Linked DNA regions of Sus scrofa: region 1 is linked to region 2. Evidence: chromatin contacts called from public Hi-C data. All regions are on one chromosome and are shown on one strand. The core of a region is the stretch at or near the end of the contact, and the rest is flanking DNA. Distances in the headings are between cores, read along the strand shown. Region 1 has its middle 34 kb from the start of LY86. Region 2 overlaps F13A1 (coagulation factor XIII A chain).

Evidence for each region. A called contact is a pair of places that touch in the nucleus more often than the background predicts.
Region 1: a contact with region 2 is called in a Hi-C map of fetal liver, with 2.7 times the contacts expected there. The contact joins two enhancer-like sites. A contact is called at or near these places in 3 of 47 Hi-C or Micro-C datasets (embryonic fibroblasts, fetal liver and psoas muscle).

What each region holds. Positions count from the first base shown.
Region 1 is chr7:4,070,913-4,076,484 of Sscrofa11.1, reverse strand. No RefSeq gene overlaps it. Among named protein-coding and RNA genes, the nearest start is that of LY86, 34 kb to the left of the region's middle. Within about 2 kb of position 3,529, at least 23 of the 83 cell types and tissues checked have an H3K27ac peak or open chromatin away from gene starts, as enhancers often do. A contact at or near this core is called in fetal liver, where this site is marked.
Region 2 is chr7:3,863,360-3,868,691 of Sscrofa11.1, reverse strand. The region is part of intron 3 of F13A1 (coagulation factor XIII A chain); the gene reads left to right. Among named protein-coding and RNA genes, the nearest start is that of MIR9841, 31 kb to the right of the region's middle. Within about 2 kb of position 1,376, at least 2 of the 83 cell types and tissues checked have an H3K27ac peak or open chromatin away from gene starts, as enhancers often do. A contact at or near this core is called in fetal liver, where this site is marked.

The DNA.
Region 1 (5,572 bases), core at 2,280-4,779, 210 kb before region 2:
TAGGAATTGATGTTTTTATGAACATAGAAACAGTGTTCATAGCTGAACCCAGTATGTGATTATATTTCTTTACTGTAAAACTTTTGTTTTTCCTGGAGTTTACAGTTGACTTAAGTTTTTTTTTTTTTTTTTTTTTTTTTAGGGATGCACCTGAGGCATATGGAGGTTCCCAGGCTAGGGGTCAAATCAGAGCTGTAGCTGCCAGCCTACACCACAGCCACAGCAACATGGGATCTGAGCCTGGGCTGCAACCTATACACACAGCTCACAGCAACACCAGATCCTTAACCCACAGAGTGAGGCCAGGGATTGAACCCGAGCCCACATGGATACTAGTCGGGTTTTTGGGTTCGTTAACCACGGAGCCACAATGGGAAATCCAGTTGACTTAGTTTTAAATTTCCAGTGCTCTCTTTGTTTTCTGGGTCCTTATCAATAATTCATCCCCATTCAGCCAAAGACTTTCCTCCCAGTACATTCAATGATATTTGCCACGTTGATCTACTAGAAGAGACTCTATAGGAAACCTCTGTGCCTCATCCCATCATCCTTTCCTTCTCGCTGCCAGGGCTAGAAGCTTGCAAACTACATTCTCCAGACTTCATATCCAGCCAAACTCTATTGAAGCCTGCCAGTTGGAGGCATCCACAGAAAGTAGAAAGAGTGAAAAGGCAGAAGCCACTATGTTTCTGGCAGGCCCTCTCAACAACAATATCGTGTCCTCTAGCCCAGTGACAGCAGAGAGTGATTGTCAGCTGCTACGTGGTGCCCACAGCGGCAACACCATCAGCAGACTCCTGCCCTGGTGTAGCCCACACTTGACCGTGAGTTCTTGGAGCTGCTGAACAATGGGGCAGGGTGAGTGGGGTAGGCTCCCATGAGCCCTGGCTCCTCTACAGAGTGGTGGCAGCTTTCTGCAGTTCTGGATTTCAGGAAACACCACCTTCCTGTTTAGCTCTTCCCGCCTTTATAATGATCTGGTAACCTAATTCCCTACACTACATCTCCATCCGTTTGAAATACCTAGAGTAGTTTCTATGTTCTTCTTTGGAAACTGATGGATATGGCTTGGGCCAAGTCAGCTGCCCCGAAACTCTGTGATAAGAAGGCAGAAACAAAACATAGAAGTAACTACTGGGTTAGTGACTGTCGCTCGGTAATAAAGACCAGTGCCGTCCAATAAAAATACAGGCCACATTAAAATTTTTTCGATAGCAGCTTTTTTTTTTTTTGTCTTTTTAGGGCTGTGGAAGTTCCCAGGCTAGAGGTGGAATCAGAGCTTCAGCTGCCGGCCTACACCACAGCCACAGCAATGCCAGATTCGAGCTGCATCTGCGACCTACTCCACAGCTCATGGCAATGCTGGATCCTTGACCCACTGAGTGAGGCCAGGGATGGAACCCATGTCCTCGTGGTTCTGAGTCGGGTTCTTAACCTGTTGAGCCATAATAGGAACCCCCAACAGCCAGATTTTTAAAAAGTAAAAAGAAACAGGTGAAATTGTGATAATATATTTAACGTAATATATCTAAGACATTATCACTTCAATATGTAATCACTACAACACAATTATTAACAGGATATTGATGTTATTTTTTTATACTAAATATTTAAATCCTGTGTATATTTTACACTTACAATCTGTCTCCATCAGACCAGACACACCTGAGTCTCATTAGCCTCATGCTTCTGAGTCCTGATCTCATAGTCTTTAAGGCCTCTGTACTGGGCAGCTCAGCTTTATTTATTTATTTATTTATTTTTGTCTTTTTGCCTTTTCTAGAGCTGCTCCCATGGCATGTGGAGGTTCCCAGGCTAGGGGTTGAATCGGAGCTGTAGCCACCAGCCTATACCAGAGCCACAGCAACTCGGGATCTGAGCCACGTCTGCGATCTACACCACAGCTCACGGTAATGCCGGATCCTTAACCCACTGAGCAAGACCAGGGATCGAACCTGCAACCTCGTGGTTCCTAGTCAGATTCGTTAACCACTGAGCCACGACGGGAACTCCTGGGCAGCTCAGCTTTAAACTTGCAGAGCTGATGGCGGGGCTCTCGCTTTCCACTAACCTCCAAATAGTCTAAAAAGCAGAGCTCTTGTGGGTCAAAACTCTGACCAAAAGGATTCCTCCTGTCACAGGTTGCTAAGGTCTCAGGTTGCTAGGATCCCTTAACCCAGAGGAAGGAGAGGAGGGGCCAGAGACCCGTGTTCACGGTACCAGCCCGTGCCTGAAAATCTTAACGATTTTTTAAACAAGGGACCCCAACATTATCATTTTGCACTGAGCTTTTCAAATTATGTAACTGACTCTCTTCGACTAGTCTTGCTTTATTTCTAATTTTTAGCTCTCTATTGTTTTGCCTTTTTGTTCAACTTTCTGGAGCCGCCTTACATTTTCATTGAATCCTTTCTTTGAGTCTTTGGCTGTTATAATCATGTGTTCTAATTTCCAGGAGGTTTCCCCCCCCGCCATCTCTGAATATTCCTTTTCTGGTGGCATCTTTTTCTCCACTATGCAGTATTTTTTTCATGCACCCGAGACTACTGATGGTTTCTTAATGTTGCCTTTAGCTTCTTCAATTTGCTCTTTTGACTGTTTTTATTTTCCTGTTTTATTTGGGCTCACTCTTTTATGCGAGAGGTAAAAGTCGATGCATTTGCTTTAGAAAAGACAAAGGATTTTTTTCCTCCCCCTTGAGGCAATAGAGAAAGAGAAGATAGAGATAATGCAAATATTTTAAGGGCGAAAGAGGCAACATGGAGGAGGCTCCCAGGAGGCAAACCTCGTCTCTGGAAAGCAGGAGAATTTGTTTTTGAAATGGTGAGGTCTTGTAAGGCCAAGAGCTGAAGATCAGAAGGAAGCATTTGCAGCATCTGCAATGCAGGAATCAACGAATGTTGAAAGCCCTGAGTTGCAGGGAGGGCGCAGCCGCAAGTCCACCTAAATTTGCCCCTGGTCCCATCAGTCCTCTGCATAGGGGCCTTCTCAGTGAGTCTTGGCGGGATGAGGTGCCAGACAAGGAGGCAGCTGAGGACATTAGCCTGGGTTGGGGTAAGTGGCAAAGCGGAGAGGGGCAGCGGAGAGGTGACAGTGAGAGCGTGCTCCGGGCTTTTCAGGCACCAAGGCATCTGTTCTGCAGGCCCAAGGGACCGAATAAGTTCCCAAGCCGACATAACTCACAGGGCTCTTAAAAACACTCTGCCAAGAGGCGCGATTCTGGTCCTCGCGTGGCCGGACCTGGGAAAAGTCGCATAACCAGCCAGCTTCACAGCTGTGAATCAAGGAGTTTAGACTTTGAGTTCTTCCTCGCTTTCAGCTTCAAATCCAGAAGCCCTGGAATAGAGTGCAAAGAGGGACACGTCCGTTGCAATGTATAGCAAGGGTCCTATGGAGAAATCCCTTGCGCGATGACTCATTTACAGGAAATACTGGAGTGGGAACCTCGGGCAACGCGGGCCCTGCGGCAGAGCCCACTCTGAAGGCAAACGTGGACCATTACATCACTCGGCCTGGTCCCGCCGCAGTGCGACCATGACCACCAGATGGCGCTGTTGGCCCGCGAGCCGGCGCAGTCCGGGCCTGGAGGTCCTGGGAAAGCCTGACCTGAATCTCCAACTTCTCTAATCAGCGCGTTTGGGGCCAAAGCAAAACAGCCGGATAACGCCGCGCATCCCAGCTAGGTCAGAGGGTAGCACCTCAGAGTCCTGCGTGTCCCATAGCAAATCATCAGTGGCTATTGAAAGTCATTTTAGGAAAATGACTTCCACACGCAGAGCCTGGGCAGCAGGCGAGCCCCGGCCGGTGTTTCTTCCCGCAGCCCCCGACGTGGAGCCTTCCCGCAGCCGCGCGGAGGTGGCTCGCTCCGGGGGCCCACGCAGCGTCTGTCTGCGCAGTGCCCAGATGGCAGGGGCTGCACAGGCCTCCAGAAACCCGTGGCTCTGTTGCATCTCTCCGACTCTGGCCCCCGCCCTCCCCCGCCACCCCGGCCTAGGGGCTGCGACACCTGCCCGCCCTGGCCACCCCCTCTTCCCCCGCCTCCCCGGAAGGGCCTTGCGCTCTGGCTGCGTTGTGGCTGCTAAAGCTGGTGGCGGGGACTAGGCCCTGGTCGGGGGTCCGTTTACACACTCGAGGGTTCTGGAGACCCAGGGCGTGCTTCCCACTGGTATTGTGGAGAATAACCCTGGCTCCCTGACCGAGCACCCCCCGCCCGAAGCCAAGCGCATCCCGGGCGGAGCGGCCGCTTTAAAGCCCAGCTGCTCCTGCCTGGCTTGGGTGGCGGGGGGAGGGGGGTGCTCCGTGCGGATCTGGGCCGCGAAAGAGTGGAGGCCAATGAATTTTTCATTGCAATTCACTTGGCTGCGGATCTGAAGGCGGCCTCTTGGGCCGGGGCCCTTAGGGACACGACTGCGCCAGGGCGGCCCCTCCCCGGACCGCGCCATTGCTGACCCAGGAGAGGGACTGTTTCTCACATTAGTGGCCTCCTCCCTTTCCCTTTTTCATCTCCGGGAGAAAGCGGGCCGGCGAGCGGCAAGCTGTGAGCGCCCCCAGAGGAGCCGGCTGCTGGCCGGTCAATTGAATTGCATTTGCGCCAAGGCCCCCTCCCCAACCCTCCGCGACCCCAGCTCGGCCAGGAGTCACATTCCTGCCCTGAGGGGTGGGGGTGGGGGTGGGGGTGGGTGCCGGCTAGTGCAGAAACCCATTCTCAAAAAAAGCGCCCAGTGGTTGAAGGAAAATGTGCCAGAATGTGTACCAAGGGCCATCTAAATGTGGCTGTGAGCAGCTTAGGGGGCAAGGGTCGGCGAGGCGGGGTGCCTGGGAGGAGGGACTGAGGGGAAAGGAGGAGGCACCCAGAGAGAGAAGCAGAATGAGGAGGGTCTCACCCTGAGTGGGGATGGGAGAGGCCCCTGCAGGTGCTCCTAAGGCCATCCAATGATCGGGTAGACCCACCTTATGTCCGGAACTGGTATATTCTTAAAGTACCTACCCCCCCCCCCCGTCCCCCACTATATATAAAAGGTTGAAAATAGCTATCTAGGGGAAATCACGATCCAGAGGAAAACACATTCCGAGGTGGCGGGGTGGGGTGTTCTATTCTGGGTTTTTTTTTTTTTTTACGGGAACATTTTTTTTTTTTTTTTACGAAACTGTAGGTTAAAAACACATACTTAGCATACAGTGTATGGTAAAGTGTTTACATTTAGGTATTTAAAAGCAAGATTTCAAATTGTTAAAAGCAGTGCATGTCTTTGTACAGGTTTGGAAAATAAGGGAATAAATGAGGACAAAAATCCGCCCCCCCCAAACATATGACAATCCTTGCCATGTGTTTCCTTACAATAGTTTTTCTGTATGTGTTTAATTTGGTTGAGACCATATGATGACACCTTTTACATGTGGTCAGTATACAAACAGTAATAGCAGGCAGGGTGAAAAGATGGCGAGTCTCCCAAGGGTTCTGAGTGCTCCACTGAGCTCCTCCAACCCACCCACCCCCAGACACTTGAGGTGAGAGAGCTGGCCTGGTCCAGAGGCATCCCCCAAAGTCTTGCTTGCAAATCAGCCCAGCTCT
Region 2 (5,332 bases), core at 127-2,626:
GCCAAATGTTAAAAATAAAGATGATTCACAAAGACAGCGCTTGTGTTTATAGCCGCGATGATAAAATTCCAAGAAAAAAAAATCACAGCCCCGATTATTTAGGACACAAGTATAAGGTAAAATCATCTTTGGAAGTTACTCCATATGGCGCCGGTGTGGCCATAAAAAAAGAGAAGGAGTGAGGGAGAAATCTTGCATGCTTTCCCCTAGATTTATGTGACACCGTGAAGCGGGCCTTTTTTGCTCAGTCATTCCTGCTCCAATGATGTCCTGGTTTCTCCAGCCCTGGATCCCGTTTGCGTGACTTGCTATACAAGGAATCTAGCTCCTCCTGGACTGTTGCTCCCCCCCCCCCCAGTGCTGTCTTCTCTGGAGCCGATGCTTCTGGAGGGGATGGGCCGTGTCTTGCCCCTCGTAGAGCGAGGATGTGGCCTAGTGCAGAGAGCATCTAGAGGTTATTTCGAAGAATTGATACTGGTCTTCCAAAGAGAGAGAGCTCAAAAAGTATTGCTCGTCTTAAGAAACTTAAAGACCATGGAGTTCCTGTTGTGGCTCAGCAGAAACAAACCCGACTCTTATCCATAAGGATGCAGGTTCGATCCCTGGCCTTGCTCGGTGGGTTAAGGATCCAGTGTTGCCTTGAGCTGTGGGGTAGGTTGCAGATGCGGCTTGAATCCCACATTGCTGTGGCTGTGGTGAAGGCTGGCAGCTATAGCTCCGATTCGACTCCTGGCCTGGGAACTTCCATATGCCATGGGTGCAGCCCTAAAAAGACAAAAAAGAAAAAGAAAAAAAGATGGTAGGCAGAATAGTGGGTAAAGAGTTACTGGAGGAAATGAAGGAAAGTTGGAATATATCTCAAGGCCTTGGGGAAAAGTAGAATCCTTCTCCCCAGAGGAGTCCCCAGGGGGTGGGGTGGGGGCGGCGCTGGACCAAACCAGGACATGGACCAAACATGGTTCCTTGGCATCCTTGTTTAAACACCGTCTTCGACAGAGTCACTTAGGTAATTGATGGATGTCACTTGTGAAGATCTGGCCTGAGTAGAAGACATTTTATGATGCTTGTAAATGTAAGCCATGGTCAGTTCGTAAGGCACCTTGGAACATGTGTTGTAAGCCAGTGATACCCACGCATAACATACACACGCGTGACCTGATCCAGTGCATCCTGCATCGCGTTCTTTCCACTGTCCTTCACGCTCTCTGTGTTGTTTGGTCCTGAAGATAAAGTCATCCTTGGCGCTGCTGGCCACCCGCTGCTCTTGGAGGGTTACTCTCACGTGACATTAATCCGACTTGAGTTACAGCCTAAACTCAGATGTTTGCTTATCAACTCACTGAGTACAGGAAGCTTATCACTCTTCTCCACGCGCCCTGTCTCCACCAGGTTGAGTGGTACCACGTCGCCCCAGTGCGGGCTCGTAAATATCTCTTTCAGTGCGTGTGGAGCGTGTCGTGTCGATTTACACCTGCAGACTATACCACATGGACCTCGTCTTATTTCCTAGGGTATTTCCGCGTTGATTTTTGCCCCACCAACAACGGGTTTAATCTCTGGTGATACGCACTCATTTCCCGCTTGCTGTTAGGTACTGCATGCGTGGATGTGCGTTCCAAAGACAGACACGTATTTTATCAGGATTACCCATGATCTGTTCTTAGTCCCATTATTGTTGCCATTAAATTATTAACAAGAATTGACTGTTTCCACGACTTTTTTCACCCGAAGTCTGTTTTGCTTGCCATTCAGTTAAACTTCTGATCTTACCTTTGCTGGCTAAGGACACCACTTTCTAAATCTCTAAGACCTATAAGCCTCAGGCTGCTTACATGATGGATACAGCACAAACAAGTGGAACTTGAGGGATTCAGTTCCTATAAGAGAGAATTCCTTAAAGCATGTTTCCTGAAGCTGGTGGAGAAACAGGGAGGCCCCAGAGCTGCTAGCTGGGTGCGCCAGGTCACGGATCTGTCCTTTCCATCCAAAGTGCGTTTCCCCGCCCCATCCAAACCTGCCTTGGGCTTCCAGAGCCCAGCCTGAGGATGGCGGAGCCCCAGGAAATGTGGAAACATCCCTTGTCAGTTGAAACTGTCCCATAACAGTTGGAGCTCGGGGGGACACAGAGCTGGGTGCAGTTTGGTTTATACTCATGAAATCCATCAGCGTCTGATGCATATTTGCACTCTCCCTCCCCAGCATCGCTAGATCCAGGAGGATTTAAACCCCAATGGATTGTCAGAACCTTGGAACCTCAAGGCTTAGAGGTTTCCCAGGAAAAAAACTATGGTGTAGACAAACCAAGCAGCCACATTTTTCACACCATCTCTTCTGAGCAAGTTTCCCTGTTTCAGTGTCTGCTTCTCTCCCAGCCGTGAAAACCAGTTTTTCGGAAGAGTACGGTAATGAGTTTTCATATCACAGAGTAAGGCATTTAAGCAAACGAATCTCTTTCCCAGGGATGTAAATATTTTAGCATTATCTCTAATTTGTCTTCTCTGGGAAGGATTTTCATGATCAAAAAGCTTGGGAAGTCAAGAGATCTTCACAGCAGCCTAGACTGCTCCCCCACAGTCTCTACACGGCAAGCAAAGTGATTTTTTAAAATTATGTGAGGCAGAGGAATTCCTGTTGTGGCTCAGCATATTAAGAACCCATCTAGTATCCATGAGGACATGGGATCGATCCCTGGCCTCGCTCAGTAGGTTAAGGATCCGGCATTGCCGTGAGCTGTGGTGTAGGTCACAGACTCGGCTTGGATCTGGTGTTGCTGTGGTGTGGTGTAGCTGCAGCTCCAATTTGACCCCTAGCCTGGGAACTTCCATATGCTGTAGATGTGGCCCTTTAAGAGAAAAAAAAAAAAAAAAAAAAAAAAGGCAGATCATGTCTCTATTCTAGTGATTTCTTTTCTCAAGAAGAATAGGAGTTCCCTGGTGGGTCAGTGGGTTAAGGATCTGGCATTGTTACTACTGTGGCACGGGTTCAGTCCCTGGCCTGGGAACTTCCCCATGCTGAAGGCGAGGCTCCTCCACCAAAAAGCAGAGAAGAATAAATTCCAAACTCTTGACAAGAACCTGCAAGACCATCCTTGATTTCCAGGCCCTGTCGCCCCATCTCCCACAGCTCTCTCCAGCGCCCTCTCTGCTCCAGGTGCATGGACTTCCGGGAGCATGCCAGCAAAGCTTCCCCAGGACCTTTGCACGTACCGCAGGGCTCTTCTCAGTGTTTGCACAGCTCATCTCCTCTATGCTTTCCCGTCTCTGCTCCATGTCACCTTACCAGAGAGTCCTGCTCTGGTCACTCCAAATTAGCACCACCCCCACCACTCTCTGTCCCCCAAAGTTGCTTTGTTTTTTCATCTTTGTTCAGCATTCATCACACGTATTTATTTGTTTATTGTCGTTTATGCCCCTGGGCTGTGTGCTTCAAGAACCTGGGCAGACATCGCTGGATTTCAGTACCTAGATCAGTGCCTGGCACTTAAGTGGTGCTCAGTAAGCGCCTGTGGAGCAAATCCCTGGGCCATGACCCACAGGCAGCCCCGTTCTGTTTCATACTCGGAAATTAGAAGGCAGAAGATTTATAAGCCCTGAAGAGACACCAGAGTGTCATGCTCAGAAATTAAAATAAAATAGTTTTAACACGTTTTATTTGCTGTTGTAACCATTAGATACCATAAAACCCATGATAATTACAATTTGTTCTGTTCATGATATGCCCTTCATGTGTTGTTATTTAATCCTCACCTTTTATAATTTCCAGTTTGCAGATGGAAAATAGACCAGGAGAGGTTGATTAGCTTCCCCAGACATGAGCGCTGGACTGAGCAAACAGACCTGGGTTCAAATCATGGCTCTGCAGCTTGATAGCTCTGTAATGCAGAGCTGGTTAAGCTCTCTGAGCCCCAGTTTCCCCACATGTTAAATAGACATAATGCCTCCAGCCAACATAAAGAATCAGGACAAGACCTGAGCCCTTACAGGGTCAGGGTCCATGGTGGAAACTAGACCCTCTGTAGGTTTTGTAAGCAATGGAAGCTTAATCACAGGAATTGGCTATAGTGGTGAGAGAATAAAGAAGAAGCCAAACAGGTGGCAGAAGGAGGCAACTCCAGAGTCAGAAAGCTGCCAGCACACAGGCCCATGGAAGGGGAGGAGGGCTCTCCAGAACCCGGAGCTGCTCCTGAGAGCCAGAGCCAGTAGGAAGACTCAGCCACCAAGAATCAGAGAGCAATAGAGAGACCCAACATGCCCCCTCCCCATCTGCCTCCAGAGCCGCCCGGTGGCCAGAGCCATTCACAGGGCACCAGAGCCTGGAAGGGGCTTCCTGTGGAACCCAGGAGAGGGTCCTGGGGGGCTCGGGATTGCGTCTGAGAGCAGCCACGCAGCACAGGAGATAAGTGCCAGCAGTAGTCCTTATTCCCCCGCAGACAACCTGGAACTCCGACCCACGTGCTCTGATTCCCCCACCTCCTGGTCCTTAGGAATTGGATCAGCGACGTGAACAAACCTACAGGGTAGCGTTACGTTCTCCACCCAATGTCGCCTCCGTCGTAGAGATGCGATGTCCATTATTTTTTTCTTAAAGACTGCAGGTATTCTGTCTTCTCTCTAATGAGTTAACGCATGCTTTGGGGTTAAGGAAGATGAAAACAAACAAAACCTAGCTTCCCAGGGTAAATCTCCGTGGCAGTGAACCACATCAGGTCCTGCTCTTTCGGAGCAGATGCCTTTCAAAGCAGCGGCTCACCCAGCCTTGCAGCTTGGTCGTGAGTCTCAGGGTTGCAGGGAACAACTGCTCCTCTCGTGGCTGCGTACCCAGCATCCAAAACAGTGCCTGGCACCTAGTAGGCACTTAAAAGCCCTTTGGTAAAGAATGACGTTACCTGGGGTCACCTTTGGCTCCACCCTCTCCCTGAGAACCGGCTTCTCACACCTGACCAAGCCTGTACTGCTTCTCCTTCCTGCTCCGACCCTTCATCCCTCCACTCATCTTCCTCCAGAGTCCGGGAGAGAGATGATGCGGTACCCACGTCCTTCAGCTGCCCTCTGACTGGCTTCCCTCCACTCTCCGCCCCCACCCTGGAAATCGTTCTCTACCCTGCATCCAAAGAGGTCTTTCTGAGGCGCAGATCTCAGCAGGCTTCTCTTAAGCTTCTCAGTGGCTCCCGCCCCATCTCCCGCATCTCCAGGGATATAGCCTGGATGCCTCTGCATGGCTTTAAAGGTCCCTCTGGTGCTTATTCTGCCCAGACCAGCTGCTTCTCCTGCCACAGGCATCGCGTGGTCCCCTTACAACGCGCACTTTCCTATTCCCTCTGCTGGGAAGGTCC